3 separate regions of the Mus musculus genome follow, and regions 1 and 3 are each linked to region 2. The links are chromatin contacts, called in public HiChIP or PLAC-seq and promoter capture Hi-C maps. All regions are on one chromosome and are shown on one strand. Each heading gives the region's core, a stretch centred on a gene start, on an enhancer-like site or on the middle of the called end of the contact. The rest is flanking DNA. Distances are from core to core; before and after follow the strand shown. Region 1 holds the start of Depdc5 (DEP domain containing 5). Region 2 holds the start of Maea (macrophage erythroblast attacher). Region 3 holds the start of Slbp (stem-loop binding protein).

The links. HiChIP or PLAC-seq counts read pairs in DNA pulled down with a chosen protein or histone mark. Capture Hi-C pulls out chosen DNA fragments and counts their contacts.
Region 1: a CTCF HiChIP or PLAC-seq map of the NIH/3T3 cell line shows a contact between it and region 2, with 5 read pairs. The contact joins the promoter of Depdc5 here to the promoter of Maea in region 2. A contact is called at or near these places in 2 of 39 promoter capture datasets (hippocampal neurons and neural stem cells), 1 of 15 datasets of contacts at CTCF or cohesin (the NIH/3T3 cell line), 1 of 484 Hi-C or Micro-C datasets (CD8 T cells), 1 of 115 datasets of contacts at active chromatin or transcription factors (cardiomyocytes) and 1 of 9 other capture datasets (adipose tissue).
Region 3: a promoter capture Hi-C map of pancreatic islet shows a contact between it and region 2. The contact joins the promoter of Slbp here to the promoter of Maea in region 2. A contact is called at or near these places in 2 of 39 promoter capture datasets (hippocampal neurons and liver), 7 of 484 Hi-C or Micro-C datasets (B cells, CD4 T cells, CD8 T cells and 4 more), 6 of 115 datasets of contacts at active chromatin or transcription factors (the SCID.adh cell line, astrocytes, embryonic stem cells and 3 more) and 3 of 9 other capture datasets (adipose tissue, liver and pancreatic islet).

The regions. Positions count from the first base shown.
Region 1 is chr5:32,862,054-32,865,169 of GRCm38.p6, forward strand. It overlaps Depdc5 (DEP domain containing 5), which reads left to right and starts at 1,668. Exons shown (of 43, transcript NM_001170567.1): 1 at 1,668-1,768; 2 at 2,524-2,646. The coding sequence starts at 2,589.
Region 2 is chr5:33,334,310-33,337,127 of GRCm38.p6, forward strand. Maea (macrophage erythroblast attacher) reads left to right here and starts at 1,263. Exons shown (of 9, transcript NM_021500.2): 1 at 1,263-1,336. The coding sequence starts at 1,268.
Region 3 is chr5:33,651,228-33,654,035 of GRCm38.p6, forward strand. Slbp (stem-loop binding protein) reads right to left here and starts at 1,347. Exons shown (of 8, transcript NM_009193.2): 1 at 968-1,347; 2 at 736-852. The coding sequence starts at 1,026. Tmem129 (transmembrane protein 129) reads right to left here. Exons shown (of 4, transcript NM_026698.3): 4 at 1,989-2,808.

The DNA of each region.
Region 1 (3,116 bases), core at 418-2,917, 470 kb before region 2:
AGGTGCAGGCCCTGGCCCTGAAGTTCTCCATCTGGGTAGAGACTATTTTATCAAAGTGCCACAGGTGAGCCCCAGTTGGAGAAAATCTTCATCTAAGTCACGCCTTCCTGAAGAATCTGAGGACTTCAGATATCACTTAATAGAATAATTTGCTGACTCTACAGATGTAAAAACAACTGTCAAAGACATGGCTTGGCTAGTCTAAAGAACTTTGCGAAGCTCTGAGTTTGATCCCAGAACGTCTGGCATCCTCCTTTATTGAAGGAACACGGTTAGGGTGTGTTTCCTGAAAGTTGCTTTTGCTAACAGGGTGGAGGGTGTAGCTGACTGAACTAGCAAGTGGGTCTCATAGCACTCACAGGACAGATTCCCCTGTGTATAGATAGCATCTTGCTATTTGTCTCTGCTCTTTAAGTCATTTAGGATGTGGTGCAGACTCTGAGATCCTCCAATGGACAAGAGAATCTACCTTTCCCACCTCCATTTTTTGAGACATGAGGAATAATTCATCTTTAGATAAGGAGGTTTTTGGCTTTGTTTGTTTGTTTTGGCCTACAAGGTGGGAACAGGTCAGGCCTTCTAGCAGGTTCTTCTTCCCATGAATCCTTACTCTGTAATGAGGCTAACACACAACTTACAGTTTTGTTTTGTTTTTGTTTTTTTGGTTTTTTTTTTTTTTTTTTTTTTTTTTGGTTTTCTGAGATAGGGTTTCTCTGTGTAGCCCTGGCTGTTCTGGAACTCACTTTGTAGACCAGGCTGTCCTCGAACTCAGAAATCCGCCTGCCTCTGCCTCCTGAGTGCTGGGATTAAAGGCGTGTGCCACCACGCAATTTACTCTGGTTGGATGATTTATGCCCCATCTAAGGAAACTACTGGGCCTTCTGCCATGCGAGCCTATTGTAGATTTAACCCATTGTACTCGGGCATTCAATGTTTTGAATATTTTTTTTAATCAAACAAACTTTAAGTTTACTGTACACTTGTTTTGACTTATGTACATTAGGTTTAATTTTGACAACAAAAGAGTATATAATGGGTAATGTAAATTGGTTTCTCCTTCCAAGCTTGTCTCTGTACATGTTACATTTGTACTTATCATTAACTTGTACTTCTTAATTATATTTAACAGTTTTCAATAAGTTAGTAACTCGCTCATGAATTATACACACCCCCGTTTTCTTGCTACATAGCCCAAGAACTCTAGGGAATGTTCAGCACTCTTGTCTCTACAGAACCTGGATTAGGAGGGGGAGCCACCACCCGCAGAGACTTTTGCACTTCTCAATAGCCCTCTGGACCAGGTTTAGTTATTAACTTCGTCAAACACATGGAAACAGCTCCGCGAGGTAAGAGTCGACTCTCTCGAGTTTCTCCTATTACGAAATCACTTCGCTCTTCTGAAACGAAGGTCTTGGCTGTGGCTCTATTTTCAAATTTTCCATGCAAAGCGGGCAGCCCTGTAGACGGTGGCGGGAAACGCCAACGGGAACTCGGTTTGAAGTCGGACTCAACGCCACGCCCCCAGCCTCCCCCCCGCCCCGCCCCCCCCACCTCCCCGCAGCCCCGGAGGAGGAAGTGGCGCGGCCACCGAGACGAGGCGGAGGCTGGGCTAGAGCGGCCAAGCCGGCTGAGCAGGGACTGGCGAGGGGCGGGGACTCGGGGCGGAGCCTCGGGAGCGGCGCGGGCTCAGGTGAGCGCTCTTCGGTGGTGCTGTCTGTCTGGTTCCTAGAGCCCTGGTGCGGAAGCTGCGCGAACTGTGGGGGCTCAGGTGGGATATCCTGAGGAGGTCCTGGGGAGATCTGTCCGGAATCTGGCCTCGGGCCGGGCCTGAGGCGCGCAGGGGCTCTGGAAGTGGGGGGGTTGGGGGGGGGAGTCGAGCGCCAACCTCGGGCTGAGACTTGAGGGGCTTGAAGGAAGGGTCCCTGAGCCAGGTTCGAGGCCCGACTCTTCTTGCAGTTCCCCGTGTGACCTTGGACCAGTCTTTCTCTCACCAAGCTTCCCGGACCGCAGCGGTGAAATGGAGGCAGGACGGTCCGCTGAGAGTTGGTACCAGTAGAGGGGTCGGCAAGGAAACCGCAGCCTTCCTCAGTTCTCTTTTCCCCAGGACATTGTTAGTGGACCGCGAGTCATGGGAGTGCATAACAGTTCGAGTGACCTTGGGCGAATCCCTTGTTTTGACGTTCCTCTACTTATGTGATGGACTAACCTCTTCGAATATCCCTGTACTATTTTGGTGTTCCTGATGCAGACAAAAACAAGGTAGTGCCCCTCTCACCACAAGCCTCCCTTTTAGGTATGCGGTAGAGAAAATAGCTTTAGAGGATGGACGAGATCTGAGCCCAAGTTCCCTTTAATTTTTAAAGCACACTTCTATTTGTTTGTCTCTCTTGGTAATTGGAGGAGCGATATAATGCAAGGGTTGGCACGCCTTTCAGCCGAACAACCACCAGTACCTTCAAGGTCTAAAATTAAAGAGCAAATTTAGGAAGCCTGACATCCTCGATGTTTTTATTTGTGTTTCAGTAGCAGGAAAGCAAGATGACTTCCCTGCTCCAAGATTGGAACAGCTGAAGAAATCACAAGACAAAATGAGAACCACAAAGGTCTACAAACTTGTCATCCACAAGAAGGGCTTTGGGGGCAGTGGTCAGTATTGATTGATATTTGGGGATTGTGTAAGTTGGCTGAAGTTATGATGTGCCTTAAAAATTACCCATATCACAAGGGAGACTGGACAGGTAAGAGTGGAGCAGTATCAGAGATCAGGGATGGTTGGAAATGAGAGCACAGGATCTTTTTGAAAAGCATTCTTCACATTCAGAGTTTGTTGGGTTGTATTTTGAATCCAGGTTTTACCATGTTTCCAAGGCTCATTTAGAACTCATTGTGTAGCCCAAGCTGGCTTTGAACCCATTATCCTCCTGCCTGTGTATCTGGAAATACTCTACCACACCTGAGTTAATTTTCCTCCTGCTTTTGTTTGTTTTGTTTTTGTTTTTCTTCTGTGTAGTGAGTGCTTGGCCACAAGTTTACTAGAAAAGGACTCTATGGACTGCATCCAAGTCCTTCCTCCTGGTTTTTTTTTTTTTTTTTTTTTTTTAATGTTCTTTACTTCA
Region 2 (2,818 bases), core at 13-2,512:
TTTTAAAAGCAGGCGAGGAGGGCTGGAGAGATGGCTCATGGGTTAAGAGCACATGCTGGTCTTGTAGAGAACTCAAGTTTAGTACTCAGCACCCATGTGCTTGTCTCACAACAATCTGTAACTCTAGTTCCTGGGGGATCTAACGCTCTCTTCTGGCTTCTGCAGAAATCATGCAAACGTGAGGTAGGTTCAATTCACCAAAAAAAAAAAAAAAAAAAAAAAAAAAAAAAAAAAAAAGCCATTCAGTTCAGATAAAGGGTTTTAGTGACCCTCAAGTTTATTGTCTGGCTACCAACAAATGGCCAAATTGAGTTCAAAATAGAAGAATTAGAATGTAGGTAAAAGGCATGATAATTAAGCAATCTCAGTCAAGGTGTGGTCTGGTTGATAGTTACTTCAATTCTGTTTTTCAGGTGGTTTAAAGAAGTCCTCATTGCCTTAGGGAACAGACTGATTCTCAGGTCTTGTGACATGTGCTGTAGGGTGAAGCCTACATCACAGATAATTGCTTTCACTCAGGAGCCCTGGAAGATCCACGTTGCTTAGTTTATCAGAAAGATGTTAACTGATCATTACTATTGCTCCAGGAATTCAACTTGACTACAAGTTTAGGTCAGGGACTGGACACCTTCAGACGCCTTTTGGACCCCAAATCAAGGATTCATCGCTTTTTCACAAATGCAGTTCCCAAGTGTTCCTTATGTTATTACTGGCAGGAAAGCACAGCTGCTCGATAGCCCCTCCCTGTCTTATTCTATTGTAAACATTCTTTATCTTTTATTGGGAAGCCCGCTCTTGGACGCCAGAGCTGTTAATCGGCGAAAATGGAGATGAAGGAAAGTAGTTCCCGGATGGCAAAAACCGCACCCCTAAGTGACCATTCAGAGATAACGGCCACCGAGCGCTGAGGCAGGGCCTGTGACCACTACGGGAGGCGACTTCGGAGGTGTGTGTGTGGGGGGGGGGTGCGACCACAACGTGAGTCGTCTCAGCCCCAACCCTCCGAACGTCCATGGCGTCGGGATCCCCGCTCTACTAAATCCGCATCTGCGGCCTACGCCAGCGGACAATTCAATGAGGAAGCCGCTCTCTAGAGCTGCCGGCGATTGGTCGAGCCCGTGAAAGATGATTGGCTCTGGCCTTCTTCCGCTCGGGCGGCCCGGTGACACGATTGGTGCAGACTCATAGCCGCTCCGCCTGCTCCCGTACGTAGCACGTCACTATCCGGCGTGCCCCGTACCCGCCTCCTCCGCTCGGCCGGCCCAAGATGGCGGTGCAGGAGTCGGCGGCCCAGCTGTCCATGACCCTGAAGGTGCAGGAGTACCCGACCCTCAAGGTGCGTTCTAGGCGCGGCTAGGGTCGCCACCGCATCTTGGGAGGGGTCGTGGTGGTGCAGGGGCTGGGTCGCTGCCGGAGTCGCTTCTGGAGGGACTGCACGGCCGGGGGCGGGGTCGGGGGCGGTGGGGCTGCGGCTCTCCAGCGCGATGGGCACGGGCCGGGGCCTCCCGATGGGGCCAAGGGGGACCTCTCGGTGTACTGTGACCTAGGTGGTGCGGGGCGACAGAGTCAGAGGGCTTCCGAGGCCCGGGCGGCGGGGCCTGAGCCCTGCCTCCCACCCAGCCTTCAAAGCCGAGAGGCTGCGGGCCGTGCGAGTGCGGGCAGCGAGGCCACGGCCGGGGCGGCGGGCACTAAAGAACCAGGGGCCCTGGACGCGGAGGTGGGTCGCGGCGGCCCCGGGGCGTCCTTCCGGAAGCTCGGCCTGGGGCGTGGCGGGCATGCCTCTGGTGCTAATTAGGGGGCCAGTGGGGAGCACTGGCGACCCGGTGGCACCCCGCCTCGCTGGGCGTCCCCAGAACTCCAGCGCAGCTCCTGCCCTTGGTTTCCGGGGCGTGACCTTGGGTGGTCGCTGCGCCAGTGCGTTCCTTTAGGACAAACGTTCATCCCCGCCGGAAGACTGGGAGGCTTCAGTTGCTAGAGGGCTTGATGGTACCGGATGGACTGCGGTGAAGTACCTGGGAAGAAAAGCCTTAAGAGGAAGAAAAAAATTCTTTGGTTCCAAGGAAGGCCGGCAGAGCCTTCGTGTTCTACATTCCTTGGCTGAGGTCTGGGCAGCTTTTCTTCTGGAGCTCTTGGCACCTCATCCATCTCTTTGGTGACCCAGTGGTTGTTTGGTGGTGGGTGGGTGGGTCGTTTAGCTAAGGTTGAAGACTACAGGTTCTAGGCGAGACCGCTTTTTCTGTGCTTAGGGAGACCCAGATTGTATGGGAGGCACCTGACTTCTGCTGGTGTTCCCTTGTCTGATGTAAGCCCTAGGGAGCACTTGTTTTCCTCCCCGAGGGTGAAGTGAGCGAGCTTATATTGCACATGGAAGTCTTGGCATTCCCTGGAAGGCATCTCTTGTCATTGTCCCTGTGACATCTGACTGCTCTGGAGTAGTTTGTCTTCACAGGAGGGCAGAAGCAAGGCCCAGCTGGCCTTCTTCTATAGTTGGTGAGCAGCCATATTTGATCAATGTTTTGTATCCTGTGCTTTATTTGACTAAGGAAGGGAGCAAACACCACCAGTCTTTTTTGTCAGATGTTCAAAATGTATGGCTTGGGGGAGTAGGAGGTACTTGTGACAGACCTCGGTCTTGTACGTGCTAGGCCAATGCTCTGCTACTGAGCTACATCCTCAGGCCTTGTTTTCTTTCTTTCTTTTCTTTTCTTTTCTTTTCTTTTCTTTTTTTTTTTTTTTTTTTTTTTTTTTGAGGCAGGCTTCTGTAGGCCATGAATCCGAGTGCTGGGATTACAGGTGACTCTTACCAATCCTGTAGTTT
Region 3 (2,808 bases), core at 97-2,596, 320 kb after region 2:
GCCATCTAGCAAACACCATAGCCCATAAAAGAAGGTATGGTCAAAATTTCTGAGATCGCTTTTCTCATCAATCACTACACAAAGGTCCCCAAAGAGAGCACTTCCCTGAAGAGTTCACATCACCAGCTTACTCTTAAGGCACTCCTGGTCTCTCTGAATTACTATTTCACTTGCTAGCCCGCCTCCATCAGGCTACCAAGGGACCTCACTGACTTAAGCACAATGCCTCAGGGAAAAAAATCTAAACACCGTGGCAAAAGCTTATCAAATGGAAGGACCCAACTACAAGTATGAATAATCTAGGACTCAATTTTGGTTTGTATCTCGCTTTCACTCAGGTAATAAAACCTAATTTCTCGCCCCAATACACATACACACACACACACACACACACACACTCACTCTCTCTCTCCCCCCCACCCCCGCCCCGGAAGCAGGGGAGGGTTGGAGGTCGAAACATTTTAACAAGATGTTCATAGTAGTAGTCCTTGACATTACTGACATTATGAGTGAAAAATATAAAGGCTGACCCACTCCGGATAAAACCAGTTTTGCTGCCACCTATCAGTCGCTGGTAAGATGCTTCTAACACTGAGCAAAACTGAAGAGAATCTCCAGAGTAAGCTAATCTACTCCACCAGCTTCGAAAACCCGAGTGCCACGGGATGAGGGTCCCCTTGGCCCGTCTCCAAACCCCCCGAGTGACCAACCCGTTTCCAAGGAGTCGGGACCCACCTTTCAGGTCGGTGGTCCGCAGTCTGGAGCTCGCCTTCCTCGGAGTCCTCGGGCTTCCGGTCCCTTCCGTCCGCTCTGCGCTTCCGTCCGAGACTCCATCTCGCAGGGGACCGCGGGCTGAGGACACAGACTGCGGTCAGTGGGCGGGGCCCCCAAGCACCGATGGTTCAGGGAACCCTTAGCTTACAGACGGCGAGAAGTCGAGGACTCGTAGACCGCATGACCCGCTTACCTCGCACCACCGTCGCGGCGACTCCCATAACCGGGTGGGCTTCTAGGTCTGCAGGCCATGGCGGCAGAAGTCTGAAGGGCAGCTCGGCGGCAAGCACTTCACTCGGCAACAGCACTGACGAGGTCTGAGCTCGCCTTGCCCAACCGCCCTTAAGTGCGCAGCGGCCCCGCCCCTCGGTAACTCCCGCGCGCGCGCGGCGAAGGGCGAAACCATGAGACGCGCACCTGCAGGGGAGTCCCTCTCAGCTCTGCGCGCCCGCCTGACGGACCCGGCTCCAACCCAAGCCTTGGGATTGCGGGCAGTCGCTAAACTACAACGCCTAATGCGGCCGTCCGAAGGGCGGGAGAAATGGAACAGCCCGACTAAGGCGGAAAGGAACTGGCGACCTCCCCCAGCCCCCACGGCCTTCCAGGAGGCTGGCGCTGTAGCAGCTGGGCCTCTGATTGGTTGCCCCTTCGCGGGCCCGAGGGATATTGGCGGGAGATTGGGCAGTGCGCGCCACTGCCTCTCAAAGTCAGGAGGTGTGGCCACGGCGAGGGCCGGCCCACCGAGATGCAGTCCAAGATCCCGACCGGCCCCTCCTACCCACCGCCACAGTAAGGCGGGAGAGCCCGCCTCTAGCTTATACCCATAGCTTTAAAACCGTACAAGCCATCCATTAACAGCCAAATAACTTAGTGGCCTCTTTTTCCCCGCAAGGCCATCTGCCCTGCCTCTGGTGCTTGAGTCTCCAGCACGCAGGCCAGGCCCCTGCAGATCCCACCTGTCCTATGTGGGCAATCATGACCCTTCCCTTAAGAGTGGATCTGGCCCAGAGCAGCGTGAGAGGGTGGGATGGTGGTAACTATGTGGAGCCATCTAAGGGCTTGTCCTTCTGAACGTACCAAGCACTGACACTGGTTTCTTATACGACTTTCTGATCTGTGACTATATTCATCTGACTTTCCCAACATCCTGCAGCCACTATGTAAAATACTGCAAAAGTTTGGTTTTACTACCAGGTTAAACAAAATGAAGTACATCACTTGAAAAGGAACACTTTATTAAATACTGTATCATTTAACTACATTTACATTTATTTGTATAAAATTAACTCTTCTGTGGTTAAAAATAACTTCAAACCACTTGGCCTCTGCTAGGCAGACAGCCCTTGAAACTGGCTGTCTCCTGGTCATACTTCAGGGACAGGCAGAACTGAGTTTGCTCTGGTAGCAAATCCCTGGGGTTAGGTGCAGTGTTGGCTGGATAAGGGGCTAGCTTGGTCTGCTACTACTGCTTTCAACAACTAAATGTAAGTGCTTCAGGACAAGTTGAAGGAGAGGTCATCCCTCTAGCAGCTACACTTTGTGTCAGAGATGGAGAGTAAAGAGCAACCTCTTCCCCACCCATCTGTACCATAGATAAGTGAGTACATCTATGTATATGTGCGTCCATCAGAACCTTAACCACTGAGGTATCCTCTCCTGATCCAAGCACCCCACAGGGGCTTGGCTAACCCTGTGCTACACCCCTGATGGGTTTCTTTCTGGATAGTCCTGTGGCTCTCTGGTCCTTGGCTCCCTAAAACCCTTTCCTAGGGTTAGGAGTATGAGCTTTTGGTCTCCCCTGGACTAGAGAAGCAGGACAAGACAACAAAAGCATTGTGGACCCTCTAAAGCATATGCAACCCTCGTGAGGAACTTGGGAAAGTACTCTGTCATACCTTCCTACCAAGAAGTGGCCCCTTGGCTAGCCACAGTCACCAGGATACCCTAGAAGAGGACTTCACACTAGAGTGGCACCCTGGTGACCCTCTCAACTGTCAGTGTCTACCCAACACCATAGGGTCTGGTTTTTAACTG